Linked DNA regions of Sus scrofa: regions 2 and 3 are each linked to region 1. A link is a contact called in public Hi-C and promoter capture Hi-C data. All regions are on one chromosome and are shown on one strand. The core of a region is the stretch at or near the end of the contact, and the rest is flanking DNA. Distances in the headings are between cores, read along the strand shown.

Region 1 (3,942 bases), core at 53-2,552:
GGGAGATCGCTGTAAGTAAATCAATTGCTCACAAAAGCTATCGGAACAAGGCAGCTTTGCTGCATGAGTGGAGCCTTGAGAACGGCCTCAGGTCGTTGGGTGGGGGATGGGATGAGGCCTGCAGGCATATTCAGACCAAGGGCAAGAATTTGAAGACCACCCTTCTGCGGATTTGAATCCACACCTTACTAAGGAGGAGCTACTACTTCCAGAAAGGAAGAGGCGGGCTTTTCCAACCCCAACTCCCCTTGGATGATAAAAGCACCAGATCCTGGAGGCAGAGCTTCCATCTCTCCCAAGCGTCCTATCCTAATAAATCTATTTCTTGCCTATCACTTTGTCTCTGGCTGAGTTCTTTCAACCTTGAGGTTGAATTCCTTCTCAGCCTCAGTGAGTCCAGACACAGAATGAGGGATTCTAATTTAAAACCGTGGGTTTACATGAGGTTGCAGGTTCGACCCCTGCGCTTACTCAGTGGGTTGACGATCTGGCACTGCCGGTGAGCTGTGGTGTAGGTCGCAGACGCGGCTCGGATCCCGCGTTGCTGGGGCTCTGGCGTAGGCTGGCAGCTACAGCTCCGATTAGACCCCTACCTAGCCTGGGAACCTCCATATGCCGCAGGAGCGGCCTAAGAAATGTCAAAAAGACCAAAAAAAAAAAACCCCAAAACCTTGGGTTCAAGTCCCAGTCTAGGTTCAGGCTGGGTTCGAGTCCCCTGGTGCACGTGGGTTCAAGTCCCAACCTGTGTTCTGGCTAGGTTCAGGCCCTTAATACTGTCAGTTTCAAGGTGAAGGTCACGCCGTCAGAGGTGGTGCAGGTAAGGCTGCCAGAGAAAACACAGGGCGCCCAGTTACGGTGAGATTTCAGATTTTTTTCATATAATTATGGGCATTGGCTGTTTCTGAAATTCCAATATAAGTGAGCATCTTCTATCTTACCTCCTAAATCTGGCAACCCTACTATCTTGATACCCGGGGCCGCCTGACCCTAAAACCCCGCTTAACCCCCACCCTACCCTCGCCGGCTTCCGAAATGGAGAAGAAACTCCAGTCCGGTGGCCGGAGAACCGGGGCAGAGGTTCCGACACCCTCCAGGCTGTTTTTTCCCTCTGCGCCCCACCTACTCCCATCCCCCGTAGGAGGTTGGGCGAAGCGCGGGAGCGCGGAAGAGGGGAGATGCGGGAGGTCAGACTCCGCCCCCCGCGGCTGAGGCGGGGTCCCGGGTCCTGGCCGCCTCGGCGCCGCCGCGGCTCACGTCCCTCGCCCCGCCCCTAGCGCGCCTGTCTCCGCCCCGTCCCCGCAAGCCCCGCCCCGGCGGCGGTGCTGGTTCGGCTTCCAGCCTCCAGAAGCTGCCGCGCCGCGCCGCCTCCGCCCCGGGGCTCCGGCTTCCAGTCCGGCAGTCCGGCTCACGGGCCATGGAGCTCCGAGCAGCGGATCGGGAGCAGCCGGCCCGTCCCAAGCCGCCCTCCAGGTTCGCGCCCGGCCGGGGAGAGGGGCGGTGGAATCTGGGAGTGGGGTGGGAATCCCTCGTCCTGTCCCGCCCCAGGCCTCTCCGTTGGTGAAATAGGAACGATGCGATGGGAGTCGGGGCTCCAGGCTCCTGGTTCTCTCTGACCCAGACTCCGTGGGTGACCTTGAACCGAGGTCTCCCCGTGTCCGCCTCCTTCTCCATCTGCACGATGGCGCCTGGGTTGGCAGGGACTTCCCAAGGGTCACCGATTCTAGCTCCTTTAGGATGGGGACACTGCTTCCCCGTGTTTGGGGACTTTAAGGCATTTGATTCCCAGAAGCCATCTGCCTTGACTCTGGCCTGTACCCTCTCCTGCCTCAGTTTCTCTGGCCAGTTTCCTCAGAGGCCTGGGACCCAACTCTGAGGTTCTGGCTCTTGGCAGGTCCCCGGCTCCGGTCCCTTCCCGGCCTGATCCCTGGAGGCAGCAGCCACCAGCCTGCTGAGTAGCAGCGACAGCATGAAGCCTCCAGTAAGTGAAGGAAGGGGGAAGGCTCACAGGGGACTCAGAGGTGGCTTCTGGCACAGCAGCCTCAGAAGCCCCTCCCACCCCAGAACTGACTGTCCCTTCTGACTCCGCGGCTCAGAGGAGAAGGGCAGGCTGGCCTCAAAGTCCGTCCCTGATCAGGCAGGCTGTGTGGCCCAGGCAAGTGGCATTCTCTCTCTGATTTCAGTGCCTTGCTCCTCTTTGCTGTAAAATACAGATAATACACTGCCTCCTGTGAGTGTCCCCAAGGTCACCCAGGTGAGCATCTGCCTGGGAGGGGATATGTTGGGAAAGTTCAGTGTAGCTGCCCTTGACTTTACTCAGCAGCCCCTGGAGAAAGCCCTGGCTGTTGTGAGGAGTCAGCCACAGCTGCCTGAATCAAGGCCTCTGGGTCCCCTGTGGGCAGGGGACCAGGTGTCAGGCACAGCCTGGGGCCTCAGGGGCTGAACCCCCTTCCTCCATGCAGCTGGCCTGCAGATTTATTTTTAGAAACTGAAGTGGCTTGTGGGCAGAAAAGGGTGGGTCTCTGGCAGGAAGTGATGGGGGCTGCTTTTTTTACCTCTAATTTTCTCTCTTTTTCTTTTCTTCTTTTTTTTTTTTTTTTTTTTTTTTTTTTTGGCTTTTTAGGGCCTCACCCACGGCATATGGAAGTTCCCAGGTTAAGGGTCGTATTGGGGCTCCAGTGGCCGGCCTGTGCCACAGCCTCAGCAACTCAGATCCCAGCTGTGTCTGCGAACTCCACCACAGCTCACGGCAACGCTGGATCCTTAACCCACTAAGTGTGGCCAGGGATCGAACCCGCATCCTCATGGATACTAGCCAGAGTCATTTCCGCTCCACCACAACGGGAACTCCCTTGCCTCTAATTTTCAAAAAGCCCCAGCTGGCTGCTAGGTAGTTTCTGAGGGGTGCAGAGGGACCTGTGCCTTGGGCAGGCTGCTAGGTAGTTTCTGAGGGGTGCAGAGGGACCTGTGCCTTGGGCAGGCTGCTAGGTAGTTTCTGAGGGGTGCAGAGGGACCTGTGCCTTGGGCAGGCTGCAAGAGAATTAGAAACCAGAGACCCAGGTGGTAACCAACGTGGCCCAGCACAGTGCACCTCAGCTTCTGGTTAAGAGCACGAGCTCTGCAGTGAGATTTCAAGGCCCCACTCTGCAGCCATCTTCCCCTGAGCTTTGAGTGACACATTTCTCCCCAAACTGATTTCCTTATCTAGATGAGAATAATAAGGCTCATCTCGGGCCCATGTGCTCTGAGCCTGGCAGCCCAGAGGAAGTCCTGGTTCACAGAAACTGTGGACTCTGCTGATGCGCTGGAAACTACGGAGCCAGGGTGTGCACTCCCCCTGCCCATCCCCCACAGAAGCCTCCCGGGATCCCAGGGCCCCCCATTCCCACCCCATAACCACTGTCTCCCCCAGGGTCGGCTCCTCTTCATCATCCTCTGCTCCCTGGGCTTCTCTGGCTTCTACATCCTGCTGTGCTGCTGGGCCTGCCTGCCCTTCTGCCTGGCCCTCTGCCTGGACCCCCACCTCTCCATCAACTCCAGGCCCACTGTGCCAGGGCCCCTGCACTTCAGTGGATACAGCAGTGTGCCAGATGGGAAGGTGAGTTGACAGGGCACCATGTCGGGGGCAGGCCCAGCCCAGGCTGCCAGGGTATGCCCCCCCCACCCCGGCTCTCTAGGGGGCAGTGTGAACTGAGTTCATGGCAGGCCGTCCTGGACCCTGGGCTTGGCTCCTCTGCTTACCAGCTGACCAGTGGCTTCACCTCTCTGAGGCCCAAGTTCTAAGAGGAAGTTTTTTTATTTTTTTGTCTTTTTAGGGCCGCATCTGGAGGTTGGCATAGGGAGGTTCCCAGGCTAGGGGTCCCATTGGAGCTGTAGCCACTGGCTCACGCCACAGCCACAGCAACGCCAGATCCTTAACCCACTGAGTGAGGTCAGGGATCAAAC
Region 2 (3,953 bases), core at 1,112-3,611, 130 kb after region 1:
CCAGCAGGTCCCCAGCCGCACTCCCAACGGCCACTCGAGGCAGCACAAAGAGGCTCTGAGATCAGCGGAGCCGCTACACGGAGCCGCCACACTGAGCCCCATTCATTCTCCCAGGGACTCAGCAACTGCCCTGGCGCCTGGGCCAACGGCAGGGCCAGCCTAGTGCTGACAAGGCCCCTCCACCGCCTCGCCGGGGCCGAGACTTCCAGGGCTCGCACCAGGCGTCTGCTCCGGGCTGTTCCTGGCCTGTGCCACTCTGGAGCTGGCCTGAACCAGCCCCATTCCTCAGAAACAGCCCCCTGGGTTTACCAAGGCCACGGGCGGGCATACTGGCCTGGGCCAACATATCTCCTTCTTTGGTCTTCCCAGCCATCCCAGGAAGCAGGGGCTACTGTGACCCCATTTCACAGGTGGGGAAAGCGAGACTCAGAGAGGTGACATCCCTTAGGGAGGATCACACAGCACGTGGGGGTGGCCCTGGCTGGGAAGTGATGCCATAGCCTTAGCGGTTAGCCCAAATCACTGCAGCTGCCTCCTGGGAGGGAAGCTGGGGGACCCACGCTCCACCTCCCACCCCAAGACTCCCCTGCTGCCACCAGGCCACGGGCCCCTCCCTCTCCCTCCTCTGATAACACCCCAGAGGCGGGCAGGGGTACTGGTCTGGAAGTTAGAACATCTAGGTATCTGTCTGTCCAGTCTCTGCCCCTCTCGAGCCTCAGTTTCCTCATCTGTGAAATGGGAAGCCACAGGTCTGTTGTAAGGGTTTCGCGGAGGCTTCCAGCTCATGCCCGGCTCATGGTCAAGTGCTCCGTAGAAGGAGCTGGAGTTGTATCCCCTCGTCCTCCCAAGCCTGTGGTCCCAAGACTCCCCCGCTTTCATCTGAACTTGGAACACTTGTCCCATCCAGGCCTGGGTGCTGCCTCTGTCTGTGTCCCTTTCCCTTCTGGGGGCTCAGGTTCCCCTTCTTTCCGTGGAGAAGGTCCAGTGGTCCTCCCCTCCCCCACCCCCAGATGGCTCATCCAGGTGCCAGAGGGTGGCGGGAGCTGTGAGTGTGGGAGTTGGGATCCTGGGCTCCACAGCTGGACAAGCAGGACCCAGTTCCAGGTAACCTGACTTTTGGGGGGTCTCCTTGTCCGCATCTGTAGAGTGAGGACAAAAAGAAGGAACGTTTGCCGTTTAGGGCCCAAGGATGGAGCCCTCTGCCTGGCGGGTAGTCGGGGATCGGTCGTTGTTAACAGTCGTTATTGTTACGGAGGATGCAGAAGGGGCCCCATCTGACCTTGGACTTCCCCTCTCACAGTCCCACTTGCCAGCCCTGGGACCAGTGTAAAAACGTCCAGCGTAAACCTGCTGGAGCCCCCGCAGCTCACTGTGTGCCTTGCACTCACGCCCGTGCTGGAGACTACGTGCCTGAGGCTTCAGAGGCAGAAGTGACTTGTCCACAGCACTCAGATCAGGATTGGAAGCTCCTGGTTCTTCAGCTCCCCCGCCCCCAACCCAGCAGCTGCTGGAAACCTCTACAGGTGTCAGGAACAACCTGTGCAGGGGAGGTTTCACTTCCTCATCGCTGTCCTGCCCATGAGTGTACCTAGACACACACACACACACACACACACACACACGCACACGTTGGTTATAAGGTGGAAAAGCACCTGGCAGTGGGCTAAGAGGCCTGGAAGGGCCAGTTGTAGCCTGGTCTGGGCCACCAACCTACTATACGACCTGAGCCAAATCTTCTCCCTGTCTGTGCCTCAGTTTTCCCATCTCTGTGCAATGGGTGTGCTGGACCAAATTATGGCCACATCCCTGCTAGCTTGAAAAGGAGTGACTGTGCCTTGGTGGGCAGTGATTCTGGGCCAGGCTTTAGAACAAGCCCCAGGCCCTGAGAGGTGGACATGGCAACCCGTTGCCCCACTCACAGAGAGGAAACCGAGGCTTGGGGTGATGAGCTTCCTGGTCTAGGATGACACGGCGACACAGTGGCCAGCCAAGACTTGAATCTGGGTCTGGGTCCCAGAGCCTATCAGCCAAACCACAGCACTCTCCCAGCCACCACTGCCAGGGCGTCCCCCAGCACTGAGGCTTAGAATAAACTCCCCTGCACCCTCCCAGCCTGCTGGCCAGACCCCCTGACAGCTGTTGGCAGGTCCCCAGAGCCCCCCAGCCCAGTGGGCTCCTTTCCCAGAGCCTGTGGTTTATTTCCCAGACCTTTCTGATCCCATGCGCTTGTGGTCTGCCCCCTGCATCCCCGCTGGCGAGGCGAAGGAGGAGGCCCACTGGGGACTGGGGGAGGCCCCTGCCTCCGCCCCCTGTGGAGAGGACGAGGAGGGTGGGGCTGTGGGAGTTTCGCTGTTTTAAAAATATACAGAGGAAGCGAGTGAGAGGGCGCGAGAAAGGGGAAGGGGAGGTGAGGGAGGCATCTCAGCTTCAGCATTGATGTCCAGAGCTTCCAGGGGCCACTTGCCTTCCGGCCAGGGGCTTTGCGCGACTTGCCAAGATGACAGAGGGGACCAAGAAGGCCAGCAAGAAGTTCAGTGAGTGCGGGGTGCTGTTCGGGCGGTCTTTCATCCTCCGTCTGTCCGTCCACCGCAGCCTCTCTGCATCTGTTTCTTCATCCCTCTGCCTTGTTTCTCTTTCTCTTTCTGTCCATCTGTCTCTCTCCAGAGGCCTCTGCTTCTGGGTTTCCATATGGCCATCTCTCCATCACTCTGGTCCACTCTCTCCCGCTGGTTTGGCTTCTCCATCTCCGGTCTTCCCTCGCCGGTCTCTGCCCAACTTGCTTTCTCTGTCTCTCCCCACCCGCAGTCTCGCAGTCTCTCCTTGCGCCTGTGCCTCCTCTGGGTCCCTGTGACCTCAGGGTTGGACCAGGGACCTGCAGGCACTCGGTCCCCTGCCTCTGGGGCTGGTTCACGTGGGGGTCTCAGGTTGGGGGTGGCTGGGGCTGAGTTTGGCGAGAGGGCGTGCCATGGGATACTGTCCCATGTCCCCACCTGCAGGGATGCTGGGACCCCGAGCACCTCACTCCGCTCCCCCCATCACTCTGCTTCCCCAGGTTGGTGATCTGCTGGTCCCATCAGTGTCCAAGAGACAAAACAAGCGGTGCTGAGAAAGGAGGCACTGGGCTGTCATTGGCACGGTTTCTGCCCCCGGCGTAGCTTTCTGAGATCAGAGCATCAGCGTTTTCTGACAGCTTGTCGGGAAGCGGAGGCTAAGACCAAGGGGAGGGTGGGCAGGACGGGAAGGAAAGCCCCAGAGCACTGGCCCCGGCAGTCCGGAGCCCTGGGCCCATGTCCAGGCTCAGCCTTGCTTTGTGACCCTGGGCAAGTCCCTTCCCCTCTCTGGGCCTCAGTTTCCTCTCCAGTCAAAAGGGGGCATCCTACGTTCCAACGCGGTTGCCAGTTCCCAAGGAGGCCGAACTGGCCAAGGAAGTGGAAAACACAGTTTTTCCTTTTTGCTTATCTGGGGGCTGTAGTGAAGTCAGTCAGATGGTGGTGGCTGTGAGGAGAGGCAGTCCCACAGCTGGGGACACAGGGGAGGGGACAGACAGGCACCCCTGCGGAAATGAGGAGATGGTATCACCCGAGCACGGCTGCCTGAGTCCCGACCTTGGACTCAGCTGACAGGAAGGAGAAAACCGCAGGGAGTGGGACCCTCACGCTCCCCGCAAGCCCCATCTCAGTTCATCCTCCCCACAGGGGCCCAGAGCCTTGTTCAAACACCCCCTCCCCACCCCCTACACACACATCACACACGCACAATATACATGCTTCCCCTCCCGGCTGTGTGACTTCGGGCAGATCACTTCCTAGCTCAGAACCTCAGTCTCCTCATCTGGAAAATGGGCAGGTTCAACTTGTATCATGGAGTTGGGCTGAGAATCCAGTGACGTATTGAAAGCATGGAGCATGTTTGCCAAATGCAAAGGCATCTGTTGTCATCACTGTCATCATTAT
Region 3 (3,984 bases), core at 383-2,882, 160 kb after region 1:
CCTCCTCCTGCTTCTCCAGGCATCTGTCCCCCACGGACACCCAGGCCTCCCTCTGGCTGTAAATACATCTGTCTGTTATGTAAATAGATGTACAGAAACCACGTTCTTTCTTTCATATAATAAACTTTTATGACTTTCTTCTATCTCTCAGGGGGCCCTGGGGTGGAAGGAACCATCTTTTCTCACGTGAAAGGTGGAAAAATTCATTCAACAAACACTTATTTAGCACCTGAAACATTCCAGATTGTACCCAGAGCCAGAGTTACAGGCAATACTAAAACCCAGCTCCTGTCCTGGAGGAGCCCACAGGCCAGTAGGGAAGGTAACTAATTCCAAACAGAGAAATCCTGCCCCCCGTCCCCTCCCCCACCCCATTCCCTTCCTCCAGAAGCCATAGCAAAGCTTCTGCACAAAGGTACAGCCAAGGATCCCAGATACTTGAAGTGGAAGGGCTTTTTGAAATCTAAGACTCCAGCTCCCCTAGGGAGATCGAGAACTGGAGGGAGAAGGGACTTGCCCTTGGTTCCAGCCTCAGAATGAGAAAGGCTGGAATCTGGGCATCCTGACCTGGAGTTCTTTCCTTTTCTGCTCCCAAAAGTGGGAACCACTAATTTCTTTTCAGGTTTTGAAACGTGGCCACAGAAATCCTTGCTGCGTGCTGTGTGCGTGCATGCATATGTGTGTGTGCGTGTGCGTGTGTGTGTGTGTACCATTACAGTAGCTCTGAAAGAATAATAAATAAAGGATTATGACCACAAAGGGTAGATGGGGCAGGGAATCTTTGAGGAGAGCCACGAAAGCAGTTGTCTTGATTTCATGGGTTGGGGAGGTAGGCAATGTAGATCCACATGATGCCAGGCCAGACTAGAGGCCTGGGGAGCCTATTGACTGAATTTGAATTGTCCAAGATCCGTTGCCTTTGACCAAGAGAGGATGGGTGACGGTGTGTTAGATCTTTGGCAGCAGCCAGATTTGGGTTCTGTTCTATTGTTCACTAGCCAGGTGGCCTTGGATAAGGGGCTTAACCTCTTGGGTCCCAATTTCCTTCTCAGTAAATGGGGACAATAACAGATCTGATCCCTTTTGCTTGATGTTAAAGCACATAGCAGCTGCTACATAAGGGACAGCCATGTTTCATAATGGATTGTCAATGGTCATCTATTGATTGCTTTGTGAGCCAACACACTTTATGTGCCTGTACCTCCTTGAAATATCACCATTCCTCTGTGTGACAGGTACGGTTATCACAAGATATATAAGGCGCCTCACACTAATGCACATAGTAGGTGTTCACCAAAATCTATCAGCGCTCTTTTATCATATAAAAGAGAAAAAAGAGCACGGAAAGGGCGCTTTGCAAGGTGTAAAGTGCCCCCACAAGTTTTTGCTACAATTGTTACGTCACCCTTTGTGGTCATAATCCTTTATTTATTATTCTTTCGGAGCTACTGTGATGGTCCCCCTAGTTACCGTAGCCATGGAAACGCAGCCGCAGTCCTGGATTGGACGGTTCGCGGGCTCCCCCTGTAGATCATCTTCCGGTCCTGCAGCGGGACGACCAAGGGGCGGGCCTTTGAGAGGGGAGAGAGGGGAGTCGGGAGTTGTAGGCTACAGACGGTGGCTGCCGCAGAGCGATGCACGTCGGGAGTTGTAGTTCTCGAACGAGGCAGTTGGCGGCCTCAGACCCAGCTCCGGCCTCACCCGGATGGCGGCTGCGACGTGCGGCTGCAGCCTCTGGAGTTCGCTCCTCGGGCTGCTTGGGCTGGTCTCGGCCGCGGCCGCCTCCTGGGACCTGACATCGCTGCGCTGCAACTTCGGCACCTTCTGTGAATGTGACTTCCGGCCAGACTTCCAGGGTGAGGAGCCTCGGGAGCCTGAACTGGGGGAGCTGGTAGACCGGGGAGCTCTCGGAACCCAGGGTTGCTCCGGGGCCGGACCTGGAGGAGAGAACGGGGGGCAGGACCCCCAAACTTACGGGCGGCCAAGGCCGGAAGTGGGCCTGACGTTGAGGGACCCTGGGAGCTTAGGGCACGGGGCTTGGGACAAGGGTTTGGGGATGCCTATCTGGGGTCTAGGCACAGTCCTGCCAGGATGGAGAGGGTCTTTTGACAGCTGGGCCTTGGCAGGGGTGGGGGGCGTTTATGCCTCCACACTGGACTGGCTGTCAAGGGAGAAGCCTGCCTTGGAGATGGGCAGGGATTTGGAGGCGATTCTCTTGACAGCTCGCACCCCCTTAGGTCCGAACGCAATCCAGAGGGCCACCTGATGGGGGCGCTGCCGAGCTGAGTCAGGCCTGAGGGTCGCTCCTATGACCAGAGAATCCAAGGGCCACTCTCCCTTTCCGCAGACCGCTCGTAAAACTGTCCCAGAACACGCGGATCCTTAGACCAGGTTCCAGACGTGGTTTGCCTCCTGAACCTCTTCCGTGGTGGGCGTGTGTCCTCAGCTCTGATACTGTCCTTCTTGTGGTCCTAGGTCTGGAGTGTGACCTGGCCCAGCACCTGGCGGGCCAGCACTTGGCCAGGGCGCTGGTGGTGAAGGCACTGAAGGCTTTCGTGCAGGACCCAGCCCCCACCAAGCCGCTGGTCCTCTCTCTGCATGGCTGGACGGGCACGGCAAGTCCTATGTCAGCTCCCTGCTGGCACACTACCTCTTCCGGGGTGGCCTCCGCAGCCCCCATGTGCATCACTTTTCCCCCGTCATCCACTTCCCCCACCCCAGCCACATGGAGCGCTACAAGGTAGGCTGGTGGCGTCCTAGACCATTGTCCTGTGGGGTGCCAGACCCAAGGGAGGGAGACCTGAGCCCAGAGAGGGGAATCCCTTACTCGCTCCAGGCCACACAGCCAGGTGAAGCCTCAGCTCTCAGGACCCATCCTGAACAGAGCTTGGGATGGTGCCATCTGGCAGGGAGTTCTCGGTTTAATTCCTGGGGAGCAGTCATGGCACCTACCTGCTAGGGTTGTTGTGTGGGACATTACAGATTCGCAGGTATTTTTTATTGAACATTTACCTTTGCCAGTCTGTCTGCATTATCCTCTCTCTGTAAAGCACTTAGCCTCAATTTGAGTAAGCCCCCAGGAAATATTAGCTCACATCACTCTTGATGCTGTTGAATGCAAGGTACCTTCCAGGCTGATCTGTTTCAGCTGTCAACGCTGTTGGGCAGGTTCAGGAAGCAGGAAGGAGCCTATCCCTTTTCTTGAAAGCAGTAGATTTCAGGGAAGGAGCCTTGAACAGGCAGGTGTGAGGCCTGGGTCTGAGTCCCTGTTCTCCTGCTAACTTGCTGTGCGAGTTTGGGCAAGTCTCTACCCCTCTCTGGGCCACAGTTTCACCCTCAGTCTCATTAAGGGATTGGGGCTCTCTGGGAGACCTGTCTTCTTGGGAAGGAGATTAGTTCTTGCCTTGGGAAGAAGTCCAGGCCGGGGGAGCATCTCCAGGCCCCCCACATGCTCTTGCCTGCCTCCCACAGAAGGATCTCAAGAGCTGGATCCAGGGGAATCTCACTGCCTGCAGCCGCTCCCTCTTCCTCTTCGATGAGATGGACAAGCTGACCCCAGGCCTGATAGAGGTCCTGCGACCTTTCTTGGGCTCCTCCTGGGTTGTCTATGGGACCAACTACCGCAAAGCCATCTTCATCTTCATCAGGTAGGGCTGGCTTTGCGGGGACACTTCTCAGAGGTCTCAGCTCTCCAGTCTTTTTTAATTTATTTTTATTTTTAGGTAGGGCCGCACCAGCGGCACATGGAGGTCCCAGACGAGGGGTAGAATTGGATCTGTAGCTGCCGGTCTACACCACAGCCACAGCAACGCGGATTCTTAACCCACTGAGCAAGGCCAGGGATCGAACCTGCGTCCTCATGGATGCTAGTCAGATTTGTTTCTGCTGAAACAATGGGAACTCCTCAGCTATCCAGTCTTGGCCTGTGGTCCCACTGCAGAATACCATTCCCCAAAGGCCCATTTGGACTTTCCCAGCATCCTC

What was found. Promoter capture Hi-C pulls out the DNA fragments that hold promoters and counts their contacts. A called contact is a pair of places that touch in the nucleus more often than the background predicts.
Region 2: a promoter capture Hi-C map of liver shows a contact between it and region 1, with 4 times the contacts expected there. The contact joins the promoter of SH2D3C here to the promoter of ST6GALNAC4 in region 1. A contact is called at or near these places in 5 of 5 promoter capture datasets (fetal liver, fetal skeletal muscle, liver and 1 more), 4 of 47 Hi-C or Micro-C datasets (blood, embryonic fibroblasts and heart right ventricle) and 2 of 2 datasets of contacts at active chromatin or transcription factors (alveolar macrophages and skeletal muscle).
Region 3: a Hi-C map of liver shows a contact between it and region 1, with 3 times the contacts expected there. The contact joins the promoter of TOR2A here to the promoter of ST6GALNAC4 in region 1. A contact is called at or near these places in 2 of 5 promoter capture datasets (fetal skeletal muscle and liver), 19 of 47 Hi-C or Micro-C datasets (alveolar macrophages, blood, brain and 11 more) and 1 of 2 datasets of contacts at active chromatin or transcription factors (skeletal muscle).

What each region holds. Positions count from the first base shown.
Region 1 is chr1:268,399,809-268,403,750 of Sscrofa11.1, reverse strand. It overlaps ST6GALNAC4 (ST6 N-acetylgalactosaminide alpha-2,6-sialyltransferase 4), which reads left to right and starts at 1,302. Exons shown (of 6, transcript NM_213784.1): 1 at 1,302-1,470; 2 at 1,892-1,978; 3 at 3,410-3,595. The coding sequence starts at 1,967.
Region 2 is chr1:268,268,803-268,272,755 of Sscrofa11.1, reverse strand. It overlaps SH2D3C (SH2 domain-containing protein 3C), which reads left to right and starts at 2,361. Exons shown (of 13, transcript XM_021069362.1): 1 at 2,361-2,534. The coding sequence starts at 2,498.
Region 3 is chr1:268,235,126-268,239,109 of Sscrofa11.1, reverse strand. TOR2A (prosalusin) reads left to right here and starts at 1,632. Exons shown (of 6, transcript XM_021069354.1): 1 at 1,632-1,856; 2 at 2,476-2,610; 3 at 2,613-2,740; 4 at 3,472-3,647. The coding sequence starts at 1,706. SH2D3C (SH2 domain-containing protein 3C) reads left to right here. Exons shown (of 13, transcript XM_021069362.1): 13 at 1-143.